Linked DNA regions of Zea mays: region 1 is linked to region 2. Evidence: chromatin contacts called from public Hi-C data. All regions are on one chromosome and are shown on one strand. The core of a region is the stretch at or near the end of the contact, and the rest is flanking DNA. Distances in the headings are between cores, read along the strand shown.

Evidence for each region. Hi-C and Micro-C count contacts between places; a contact is called where the count stands out from the background.
Region 1: a contact with region 2 is called in a Hi-C map of tassel, with 2.8 times the contacts expected there. The contact joins the promoter of LOC103634545 here to the promoter of LOC103634532 in region 2. A contact is called at or near these places in 2 of 25 Hi-C or Micro-C datasets (ear and tassel).

What each region holds. Positions count from the first base shown.
Region 1 is chr1:48,362,374-48,368,529 of Zm-B73-REFERENCE-NAM-5.0, forward strand. It overlaps LOC103634545, which reads left to right and starts at 3,977. Exons shown (of 11, transcript XM_008656553.2): 1 at 3,977-4,278; 2 at 4,394-4,483; 3 at 4,568-4,672; 4 at 4,771-4,872; 5 at 5,117-5,201. The coding sequence starts at 4,180.
Region 2 is chr1:47,832,887-47,838,574 of Zm-B73-REFERENCE-NAM-5.0, forward strand. LOC103634532 (putative protein TPRXL) reads left to right here and starts at 3,747. Exons shown (of 1, transcript XM_008656500.3): 1 at 3,747-5,562. The coding sequence starts at 4,100. The coding sequence ends at 5,164. LOC100193341 (DUF4378 domain protein) reads left to right here. Exons shown (of 6, transcript NM_001309874.1): 3 at 3-61; 4 at 173-1,921; 5 at 2,596-2,734; 6 at 2,824-3,656. The coding sequence ends at 3,515.

The DNA of each region.
Region 1 (6,156 bases), core at 2,727-5,226, 530 kb after region 2:
ATGTTGTACAAATTTGAGTATATGTGATCCTTGTACTTGTAAGTTTTCTTATACTTTATGTATAATAAGGGAATACATGCACAAAAAGTTAATGGAAAGATGATGGTTAATGATGATAGAGTATACTTAACATCATTTAGATTTAGTATTTCCCATAAATCCTTGGTCTAATCTTCTAAAGGCTTACAAATATGACATAGAACTCGTAGTGACACTTACAAATATGATATCATACGCGCAGGTGCACGAAATTGAAACATAATCGGAAGGGGTGTTATCGCCACCAACATTCATACTTCCCCACCTAGATCGAGGTTATTACTTATCAACACTTGTTAATTATTTATACCTTTGTTGCTAATAATGTTATAGTTTAGCATTTCTCCACATTTATACTGTTGTTGGCACAATTACTTACGTGTAGGACACACACTTAGGAAAACATATGCGCCATCCATTTGGGAATGGTGCATATCACATTTACTTCAGGTTAGTTATTTGTTAGTTTTCCAAATGATTCTAAATGCAAAAGTAATAATTTGTTTACTTGTAGACGTACGGTAACGAAATACCTCAAGAAGGCATTACTCTGACTCTGCCAGCAAACCTCGTGTCTTTGCATGGTGATGCATCACAGGTAAACTTGTGCAACTTTATCAAGTTAGAGTTCTAATTCATAAACATGATACCTATTCTCTTGTTACAGGGTTCTGGTACAGATCCCCACAACCAAATGATGTTGCCACCGATGCTGTGGGGATTTGGTCTGTGGTCGTCTCATATTCCACCATAGGCACCGTAGATGCTGCCACAAATGAATTTGTAGATGCCGCCTCAAATGCCAACACTGATGCCATCGCAAATGACACCACTGATGTCGCCGCCATATATGTGTGGGGATATCCTCCTATAGGGTAGTCACAAATGTCGTGGGGATATGCTCCGTGGCCGACACAGCCACCTCCATCACCTAGAGTGGTAAGTTAAGTCTACTTTGAGCTTTAGTTAACTAAAATGTAGTAAATCAAGCTAAATCTCTATGGTAACATATGTACCACATCTCTTGTAGGGTTTGGGTTTGTGTCATACTTCGGATGACGCTACGAACTCCGTCGACCAGATCTTCAACACGAGCGACTTGCGTCCCAGCGATCCACCTCAAGACTAATGGGCTTGTGGACTTCTACACTTGTTTATGTGATGTTTGGACTTGTTTATGCGATGTTTGGACTTTTGTTTTGTGTACTTATGGACTTGTTTGGACTATTGTGTATATATGTGTTTGGACTTGTGTTTGAGACTTTGTGTTAGACTTGTGTTTGGACTATTGTGTATATATGTATGCAGGTTTTAAAATATAAACCATGTTCTACAGCCTTCCCGTATGGGGAGGGAGCCATAATAGGGTTTATATTTCAAAATAAATTAGAAAGTCGGCCAAGCCGACATTCTTATGTCCACGTCAGCTAATTACGTCGGCTTGACCGACGTTCTTACAGCCACGTGGCAACGCACGCCAGTAATGGGTGGTCATTTAAGAATGTTAGTCACCTCGGTCGACGTACTTAATTCCTTAATTACGTCGACCGACCGACGTTTGTATGTCCACGTGGATCGCCCATAGAGCCCCGGCAGCCTACCACGTGGCTCATCGTTAAGTACGTCGGCTATTTGATAGGGATGTAATTAATGCATCAAGTACGTCGATTTTGGACTGGTCGACATACTTAATTTAAGAACGTTGACCCCGATTATCGTGGTTTTGGAAACCGGGGGACAATGAGATTTGTGTTCGGTAGGGGGTGCTAGCACGGATTTGCTCCGAATGGTGAGTCGTTGGGACTCAATGAGAAATCTGAGACACGGTTTTATACTGGTTCAGGCTTGCGCCCTAGTATAATGTAGTGTTGATCATAGTATTGCTGAGGTTGTGTTACAACTGGTGTGCTCGTGTGTCAAAAGAGGATTGCCCTGCCCTTTTATAACTCAAGGGAGGACTTTACAATAGGAACTCATATTCTACTGGGAGGGAGCTTGGCTTGCTACCTCTAGGTGGTGTGGTCCTCCTTATGTCATTTGTAGGGTCGTGCGCTGTCGTACCCCCGTATGGTGTTCCATCTTGTTCATCCACCATATGGGTTCCTGTAGCGAGTCTACTACTGATGTCTTCAAGGTAGTGTGTGCGGGTCCCGCGGATCAGTCTCACTGTGTGGTCTTACGAAGCACGGCTCCTCCCGTTGTCACGAGCCCTACTTCATCTTTCAACGTGTTGTGGACATACAACCGGTATGGCGTAATGTCCAGTCCTTCCGGGTGTTTGGGTCCTTGTTGGGATTCTATACTGATGTCACCCAACGACTAGGCTTGACTGACCCCACAAGGCAGTGGTGGCACGTCTGAGTCCATATGCGGGGGCGCACGATTCGTGTTCTGATGGTGACTACTAGGCGCGCTGCACGTTTACCCAGGTGTTTAAAATCTGTTTGTCCAGGAATATGTTGTTGGCTTAAAAGGAAGGATTGGAGCCCCAAACCCTAGTTAAGTGTATGTTTAAAGAAGTTAGACAACATAGCTTAATGATATGAAAAGTTTGTGAGTTCAAATATGCTAGTTCTCTGATCTGTCCAAGTAAATTCAAATTTGTTACCTTCACCAAGTTTTGTGTGTGTAGATTTATGTATATGCTTACCCTAAACTTCAATTGGTTGTGTTACCCCACATCTCCTTATGAGAATTTGCATTTCATGGCATTACATAAGCATTGATGTATTTCTAATTGACTTGTAGAACACATAGAAGAAGTGGAAGTTGAAGTGGAAGAGGAATCAGTTCCTCAATCTAAAGGTCCTTCTGAGAGTCCTTCTGAAGGTGCTCCTGTAGGCTACGTTGCTAACTGTGATATCCGTGTAGAGGAACCAAAATCTTCTAAGAGTCATTATGTGAGTCCTTCATCGAACCCAACATAATTTTATCACAAGTTCAACATCATTCAATATTAAATGGCAACATCATGCCATCAAATCACACAAAATATATCATTGATAGTACAAAACTCTTGGAGCAAAAGAGAGTTTTCAACGACAACACAAAACATTAGGATAATTATCTAATTATTCAATACACAGTACTTAATATTTAAATATTTAAATATATAAGACGTGAAAAAAGGTTGCAGCTTAAGGGCATCCTTAATCCGGCCCCACATGTCATATGTTAGCGAGTTTTTAATTGGATAGCGGGTATGGGGTAAGAGAGAACATACTCATTCCCACCATACCCGATGTGTGTAACAAATAACATAATAAAATACCCATGGGTATAAAAAATCGCCATACATGTGCCCTAATAGGGTTTTTACCCATCGATTATTGGGTTTCGGGCACCCATTGCCATCCCTAGCTGGGAAACGGGAGCAAGTGTCGGGGAAGGGACCGGCGGCAGTACGGTGCAGAACAGGAACACCAGCCAAGAACAGGAATCGGCAACGGCGGGGAGCCAGACTTGGCGGCGAGGTAGCCAGACGCATGGGCGCGTCTGGGACAGCGACGAGGAGGAAAAAAGGTGCGACACAGCCCGACGAGGAAATATTTGGCGCGATTTTTTAGTTCAGGAGTGGTAAAAAGAAAGCTATATTTTGAGAGTACATATGGTTGGATTAGAAGTTGATCAATTTAGAGAATTGTTTTAAGAATTTGTTGGAGAGATATTTTTATGCCAATTCTCCTAATTTTGATTTAGGAATTTGTTTTATATAACTACGGGAGCTGCTCTAACGAGGGTAACGATGTCTTTGCGCAACCAAATACTCCTGATGGATTGGATTATAAGGATGATGTGGTTGGAATGTTGGATATTAAAATTCTGCCCCTAAAATGCAGTTGTCATATTTTCTTTAAAGGTCCAACGGACCCTGAGCCCACCGGTCCAAAGAACAGAAGGAAAATAAGGCCCATTACCAAACGGTACCTCCCGGGGCGAAAGATTAGTTTCATTTCCCTCCGAAACAGAGATCCGCATTTGATTTTTCTCTCGCCCTCTCCTGACCTAGTGACTTCTCGAGATTTCCCATTCCGGTGCCGCGCGCGCAGCTCGAGCAAGAACAATCCCCAATCTCCAATCCCAAATCCTAACGATTCCACACCCGTCTCCCCTCTGCATCCCGCTGTTTCACTGCCCGCTATGGCCTCACCTGCCACGGACGACGACATCGGCGACGAGCACCTGTTCGACGGCGTCCGCTTCATGCTGGTCGGATTCAACACCTATGACGCGTCCCAGGTGCGTGCGTGGCATCCCGCGCCTCGTCCTTGCAATTTGCTTACGCAGCCCAAATTTGCGGTTTGCGACGTTCTGGCCGATAAAGTTCCGACTGCGTCCGTCGTTCCGTGTGCAGTACCGGTCGGAGATGGTGCGGCGCGGCGGCACCGACGCCGGGCCGTCGGGCAACGGGTGCACACACGTGGTCGTGTGGAACCGCATCTACGTGAGTTTGGTTTGCAAATTGGTTCCTCTGTGTCTTGACAAGCTTGGATGGGGGACGGGGCTCTGATCTAGTTCTTCTTCGTAGGATGACCCGACGTGCGTGGCCGAGCGGGCGCAAGGGAAGAAGGTCGTCAGCGGGCTGTGGGTGGAGGACAGCTTGGATCGCGGGGTGCTTGCTGATGCCGATAGGGTCGGCTTTTGCTGCTAATTGCTCGGGCACTTGTGCTCTTATTTCTTCATCAGAGCCACGGTTTAGTTTTGTGACCCGTTATGTTCAGTCTTTTCCAGGTTTTGTATTGGCCGATGAGACATTTGAAGGGAATACCGGGTGCTCAATCGTTGCTTATATGCTTGACGGGTTACCAAAAACGCTATCGCGAAGACATGATGGTAGCACCCTCCCAGTTTTATCTATATGGCTACGAGTGTATCCATTTCACGCAATAGGATAGTTCCACATCCAAAGTTTAAATAGATTGAAAATGCCACGTTTTTGGAACTGGAAGGAGTAGACGCAAAAGTTACTTGCATTTGTTATACATTCAAATAAGAAACTAATGTGTTGTGTTCACGCAGAATCTTTTGGGTACTGTAATTGTGCTTGTGACATGATTCTTCTAATGTTTTGATGCAGAAAATGGTTTCTTTGATGGGAGCACGGTTCTCAAAACCTTTGATAGCAAATGCAGTCACTCACCTTGTTTGTTATAAATTCGAAGGTACGTTGTTTCTTTTATCAGTCAAATCGTGCAATACATATAGATAAAACTTGTTATAAATTTGAAGGTGTGTTGTTTCTTTTATCAATCAAACCGTGCAATACATATAGATAAAAAAGGATAGATTCACTGCCAGAGACTTCCACGTGAGTGGGGTCTAGGGAAGGGATAAATCCATACCTCTGCAAATAAGGAGAGGCTACTTTGAACCCATGACCAGGTGACTTAGTGAGTCAACTCTCACCACTGCAGCAGGTACTATGCTGAATTTTGTTATAACAAGCAATTTACCTGATGCTGTTTCCTCCCATGGAACTTCATAACTAGTTCCATGTACTTGTCTAGCAAAGCTAGGCCTGCTGTTTGTGTGCGTGTGTGTGGTGGTTTGGGGTGGGTGGGGGGGGGGTGGCATGGGGATATGCATCAGTGTTGCCCACCCACGCCCGAACCCAAACCAAAGGTAAGGTTAAGCTGATAGGGAAAGGGGGATTGACTTATATACTTCAGCATAGGCGAGGCGACCAAGAAAATGTAGAAACAGATCGTCCCAGCTTCAGGAAACAATGGAGCTCAGCTGCTCACATATATCAAGTAAAAATTGGATAATATGTGGGTATACCCATACCCTACTTGGTAGATCGATTTCTACCCACGCCTTCCACATTGCACATGGGTATGTATCTGGGGACTCGGTAGTCGGTGCAGGACTAAACAAAGCTATGCTCATATTGGTTTCATCTACTTTAATGTGAAGATGCACAATGCTCTTTCAAATAAATGTTTCTAAACATTAGTTAAGTGTCTTATATCTAATTTGTAGTATGGCCGGTACTGTGTGTTACCATTATCTAAAAAATCTAATTTGTAGTAGAGCTATGTTTCTAAGTTTGTCCATAATGCACATTTGTAGCTCATCTTTGTTTTTGGTTGTAGAATTCATTGGTTCCATAACAGT
Region 2 (5,688 bases), core at 2,497-4,996:
AGAGGGGTCCAAGCTTGTTAAGAGGAGCGAAGAAACCTTGCTATCAGGGCGTCTCCACTTGGTGAGTTATCTTTGGCGTCCTCAACCTTGCTCTGAACAGCAAATCGTTGTTGCTGTTATACGTGTGAAGGGGCTTGCGTTCACTAACGTTTAGGTGGATGCATTTGTGTAGGGTGATGATGATGAAGGAATTGGTGTATCAAGCTTCAAGGGGAGCAGCGACTACAGCTGTGCGTCTTCAGTGACCGATGAGGAAGTGCGTGAGATGAAGGCGCCAGGTGTGGTGGCCAGGCTCATGGGCTTGGACGCCATGCCCACCTCGGGCGTTCCAGAACCGTACTGCACACCTTTCCGAGACACAAGATTGTTCAGGGACAGCCACAGCCTCAAGAGGAGCCCTGAGTACTCAATGAATGACCAGTTCAGTCATGTTCCTCAAAGAGTCGATGGCTATATCAGGAAGCCATTGGATCTCCGAGCACCAAAGATGCCAAGCAGCCCGATTGAAAGGTTCCAGATGGAAGCATTGCCACCAAGGTCCGCAAAGCACCTACCCATGTCTCACCATAGATTGTTGTCCCCCATCAAGAATCCAGGTTTCAGTTCAGCGAGGAATGCTGCCCAGATCATGGAGGAAGCAGCCAAGATTCTTCAGCCAAGGGCACAAGCCAGCTCTAGGGAGAAAATCTGCTCTTTTAGCCCGGCACGGATTCCTTTGAGAGTTTCGGAGCCAAGGGAGAGCATTCCTCCTTCTCAGAGAACTGTGCCTCTGAAGCCGCAATCATCCAGGACCGCTCCTGAGCTGCCAGATGTGAGGTTCTCTAGAGCGCAACAGATGAACCGAAGCTGGAATAGCGAGGAAGATATTGTCATATTCAGACCTTCAATTGATTCTTATGAGATCAATAATCCGAGTTGTTCGAAAAACAAGGGAAAGTCTATTTCTTTGGCAGTCCAGGCAAAGAACAATGTCCAGAAGAGGGAAGGTGTAACTGGTTCTGGGAGGAATTCAGGAGTACAAAAAGAGCATGATGAGCAAAGAGCAAACCAACCATTTAGGACTCAGTCTAATCTCCAGAGAAAGAAGCCATCGTCGTCTGGCACTTCTTCCCCTGTCCTTCGGCAAAATAATCAGAAACAGAATTCGTTGGTGACCAGAGGCAAGGTGCCAGCAAACAAGACCGTCTCAACACAACAAGGCAGAAAACTAATGGCAGGAGATTCCTCTTCTGGGAAGATCAAGAGTGGAAGCAAGGTATCTAAAGTTGGTGGCAGAAAAGACATTGTGGAAAGCATAAGTGGTGATAGAGAAGGATCGTCATCAAACAACAAGGACTTCCCACAGAAGAAACGGTTGATAGAGAGGAACTCCACAAACGAGAAGGGTACATTTGTTCCTGAAAAACCAGTGGGTAAACTTAAGAAGCAGGTTCAACCTAATGTTGTTATGGATGAGCACATTAAGTGGAACAAGGAAAGTAAGGATACTACAGATGTCGTGTCATTTACTTTCACCTCACCCTTGGTCAAACCGTCGGCAGGACTGTCCAGACTGGTGGGTAAGTGGGATACAAGAAGCAACCTTGATATGGATGCAGGATGTGATAAAGATGATTCAGATAACAAGGTTGAAGGTCTGTCATCAGTGGGGCTGAACTTTGTAAATGGTGATGCATTGAGCCTTCTCCTAGAAAAGAAGCTGAAGGAGCTAACATCAAAAATTGATCCATCAATCACCTTTACGAGAGGTGACACATTTGTGCCTGCTACTTTTACCTTGGAGGAACCACCAACCTCTTCATGCAGCAATTGGGGCTCGGAAAGTGGAGTATTTGACTGTAGCCCTTCTGAAGTCAAACCTTCTCAATATGATTACTGCCCTTCAGCAAAAGGCCAAATTTTCCGAGGCAGTAAAATAAAGGTACATATTTCTTCGCATTACCTTATGGTATATCACACCAACAATTCATGAATATGTTGAGTATGTTTGTGAATAATTTGATAGCACGCCAATACAATCTAATTATAGGAACTATCATTTTACATTTTGCACCAATTATTTCTTTGAGAAGTGGATTTTGTGAAGAATTCTATGTCATAGTAGAATAGTGTACTTCATGTGCTTGCTCACCGCTCAATGTGTTTGATTGTTTGTAGCTTAATATCATTAATGAAATCTTCTTGCAAAAGAATTAAGGCACCTCTGTAGCTGTTCTGTGGTGACTATTCTAATGGCAACTTTAATATCTGGAAATGGATTTCATCAGTGTATTGTGTCTGACATATAATCATGAGTTGTATATTTCTTCTGTGGTGCTTGCCTCTCAGCTTTAGTTACAGCTCCTTGTAAATATACACAGAGACCCTGTCTGCTGAACCCATCAAGGAGGAAGAATTAACATGTGGAATAATGAAAATGCAGGGAGTTTTTTTTTTATTCTAGCATGTAGAATAATGATAATGGCAGGGAGTTGTTTTTTTGGGGGATGTGCTAAAGGTTCCTTAGCTACTTAAGACTTACATTCTGCATGAATCCTTATGTGCCACTTCCTAGGTGTAGATGCAATTCTAATACAATATTTCACATGCATTTAGGTGGAAGAACAAGAATGCAGCAGCATAAGTAATGCAAGGAAGGAACATGAAAATGAAGAGCTAAGTCCCCTATCTGTGCTTGAACCAACCTCTCTAAGTGAGAGTTGCTGGTCTTCCGAGTGTTCAGGCAGCAGCGGTGGTAATTCACCTAACATGAATTTCTGATATATTCTTGAACTGTTGACATTTTTGTACCCCTGAAGATTAATCATTCTTGCCTCATGACAGGGGGTAAGAGTTATTCATCAATTTTTGATGTTAAGAATGCCAAAGGGAATTTCTTGATTGACCCAGCATCAGTTGATATCGAGGCAAAGACAACAACAGACTCAGCCTCTTCCGCATCCGTAGATACATCAGATATTTCAGATGTCACCCAATGTTCTAAAACATCAAGACACACAGAGCTGGACTACATTGCAGACGTGTTAAGCAGTGTCAACTTGACAACAGATGAACTGGGACCACTCTTTGTCGATCAGGATAGACCAGCTTTGGACTCGTCCCTCTTCCAGAAATTGGAGAACATGCATGTGTACAACAAACAAGGGAAAGAGCCCTTTTGCCGTGGAGGGTACAGGCGGCTGTTGTTCGACTGCGTAAATGAGTGCCTGGAGACAAGGCGCACGGCCTACTTCCGGGCAGGATATGCAGCATGGAGCAAGGGAGCAGCAGCGCTGATCCGGGGCGTTGAGGCCCAAGTCTGCAGTGAGATCACCAGCTGGAAGAGCATGGGAGACTGGACGGAGGATGAGCTTGTCGACAAGGACATGAGCAGCGGGCTGGGCACATGGGTCGACTTCCTGGTGGAGGAGTTCGAGGCTGGTGTGGAGGTGGAGAACCACGTACTGGGCTCGCTGCTTGACGAGGTCGTCGCCGACATGGTCGTGGGACGCCACGGCAGGAGTGTAAATTTGTAGTTTGAGATGAATCGTGTGGTTGTTGGTCTGTAATTTTGCTGTTACATATCCCCTATTTATTCTGTCACCCCAGACATGTTGTTCAGAACAGTGATAAATGTTGTTTACCCAATGAGATAGATAGTTTTCACTTTTCAGCTCGATTGCTGAATCTGCTTGCCCTGCTTGACATGGTTTCTGAGTTTTTTACCCATCGGACATGGTGATAGCAGCGTGGTGGTTGGGGGCAGAAACTTTCTACCAGGCACCAGCCAGCTAAAACAAGGCACACCGCCCAAGTTGACATAGGACTGCAGTAAATCCAATCGGGCCCAACCCATTCGGCTGAGTGGCTGACGCCGCCTCACCCCATGCAGCTTGCTGCCCCATCCGGCCATCCCCGATTCCCCGTCCCATCGCCATTCGCCACGCCTAGACCCAACCTTGGTTCGTTCCGGACAGTTATCACCGCTCCCATTTATTTATAACCTCACCCCAGCCTCCCCTTCCCAGTTCCCACCACTTCACCATAACCAGGTCAACCCGGCGCAAGGAGCACGAACAGGAACCGTCCAGCGGAGCAAAGGCACCCGCAGCCGCAGGCCATGGACGATGACATCGACAGCTCCTGCTCCACCCCGTTCGCCAGCGCGCCGTCCAGCCCGGGACGTCCCCAGGCCCTCGGCGGCGGTGGCGGCTACTTCTTCAGCGCGCCGGCCAGCCCCATCCACCACCTCCTCCTCTCGACCTCGTGCTCCGCCTCCGCGACCCCCAGCTCCGGTGTTCGTGGGTGCGGGGGCGACGCGGAGTTCGAGTTCGGTGGGCCTGGCGGGCCCATGATCTCCGCCGACGAGCTCTTCCACAACGGCCAGATCCGGCCGCTCACCCTGCCCCCACTCCCGGATCTCGACCCCGGAAGCGACGACAACGAGGGCCGCGCGCCGACGCGCGGCCGCGACCTCACGCCCCGGAGCGCGTCCGTGCACCGGCGCGCGCGGTCCATGTCCCCGCTCCGCAGCGCGTCACCGCGGCTCAAGCTGATCAATGCGCTCGTCGTTCCGGCGCCGGATCTCGGCCCCGGCCCCGACGCGACGGGAACGCACGGGGAGGCAGCCCCGCCGGTAACCGCCTCGTCCCGCTCGTCCTCGTCCTCCTCCACGTCCTCCTCGTCCTCGTCGGGCACGTCGTCAGCGCGCGGGTCCCGGCGCTGGGTGTTCATCAGGGACATGCTCCTCCACCGCAGCAAGAGCGAGCCTGGCAGCGGCGCCCACGCGCACGACGTCCCCGGGGCGCCCGCCGCTAACAAGCCCGAACGAGCCTGGCCCTTCTCCTCCCCGTCCTGGGTAACCAGGGACAGGCTCGCCGCGAGGCTCCGCCCCTCTCGCGCGCCGCCAGCGACGGAGAACGCTTGCGGTCTCGGTGGCGAGGATGGCCGGCCGCGGGGGCAGGGTAGGGGCCGGGGCCGGGGCAGGCGGCGACGTTCCACTACGGTGGCGGCGGCGCACGAGAGGCTCTACGCGGCGCCGAACCGTGCGCAGGCGGAGGAGATGCGGCGGCGCACGTTCCTTCCCTACCGGCAGGGCCTCCTGGGTTGCCTGGGCTTCAGCTCCCGCGGCTACGGCGCGCTTCACGGGCTCACCAAAACCCTCAACCCCGTATTCTCTCGGTGAAAAGTCATCGTCAAAAGGAAACCAGAGATCGGGCCAGGAGCTTGATTTGCCACCTGTTCGTCCTGTTCATGTCTGCGAGCATTTTTTTTTATCTTCGTTGTTTGTGCGCGTTCTGTATATATAGCAGTGTCAGTGTCGAGTTCGGATCGGAAGGTAGTTTGCCGATGGTCACGTCAAGCAGAACATCTGAGAGAGAAGCAATGCAATCGATGAATATGGCGCGAAAACAGTCGCTGGCGCCTTTTCTGTGTGCGTGGTAGTGTGTGTGTGCCAAGTATAAAAGCGTGTGATGTTGCAGTATCCTGTGAAAGCAGTCTCGCTGCACCAGATCTGTAGTACACTAGTACTGCTCCATTACGTGTAGCTCCTTCAGCTAGGACGATGAAGCAGCTTGGGTTCGGCTGGCGACACGTCCGTAAAATACGTGTATTCCTACGGGGGCATAGTATGCGTCGTATTGAGCGCAACTCTCGGCTTTTACTGCTGGACGTGGTCTTGCAGTTGCACGGATATTTTTTTTTTCT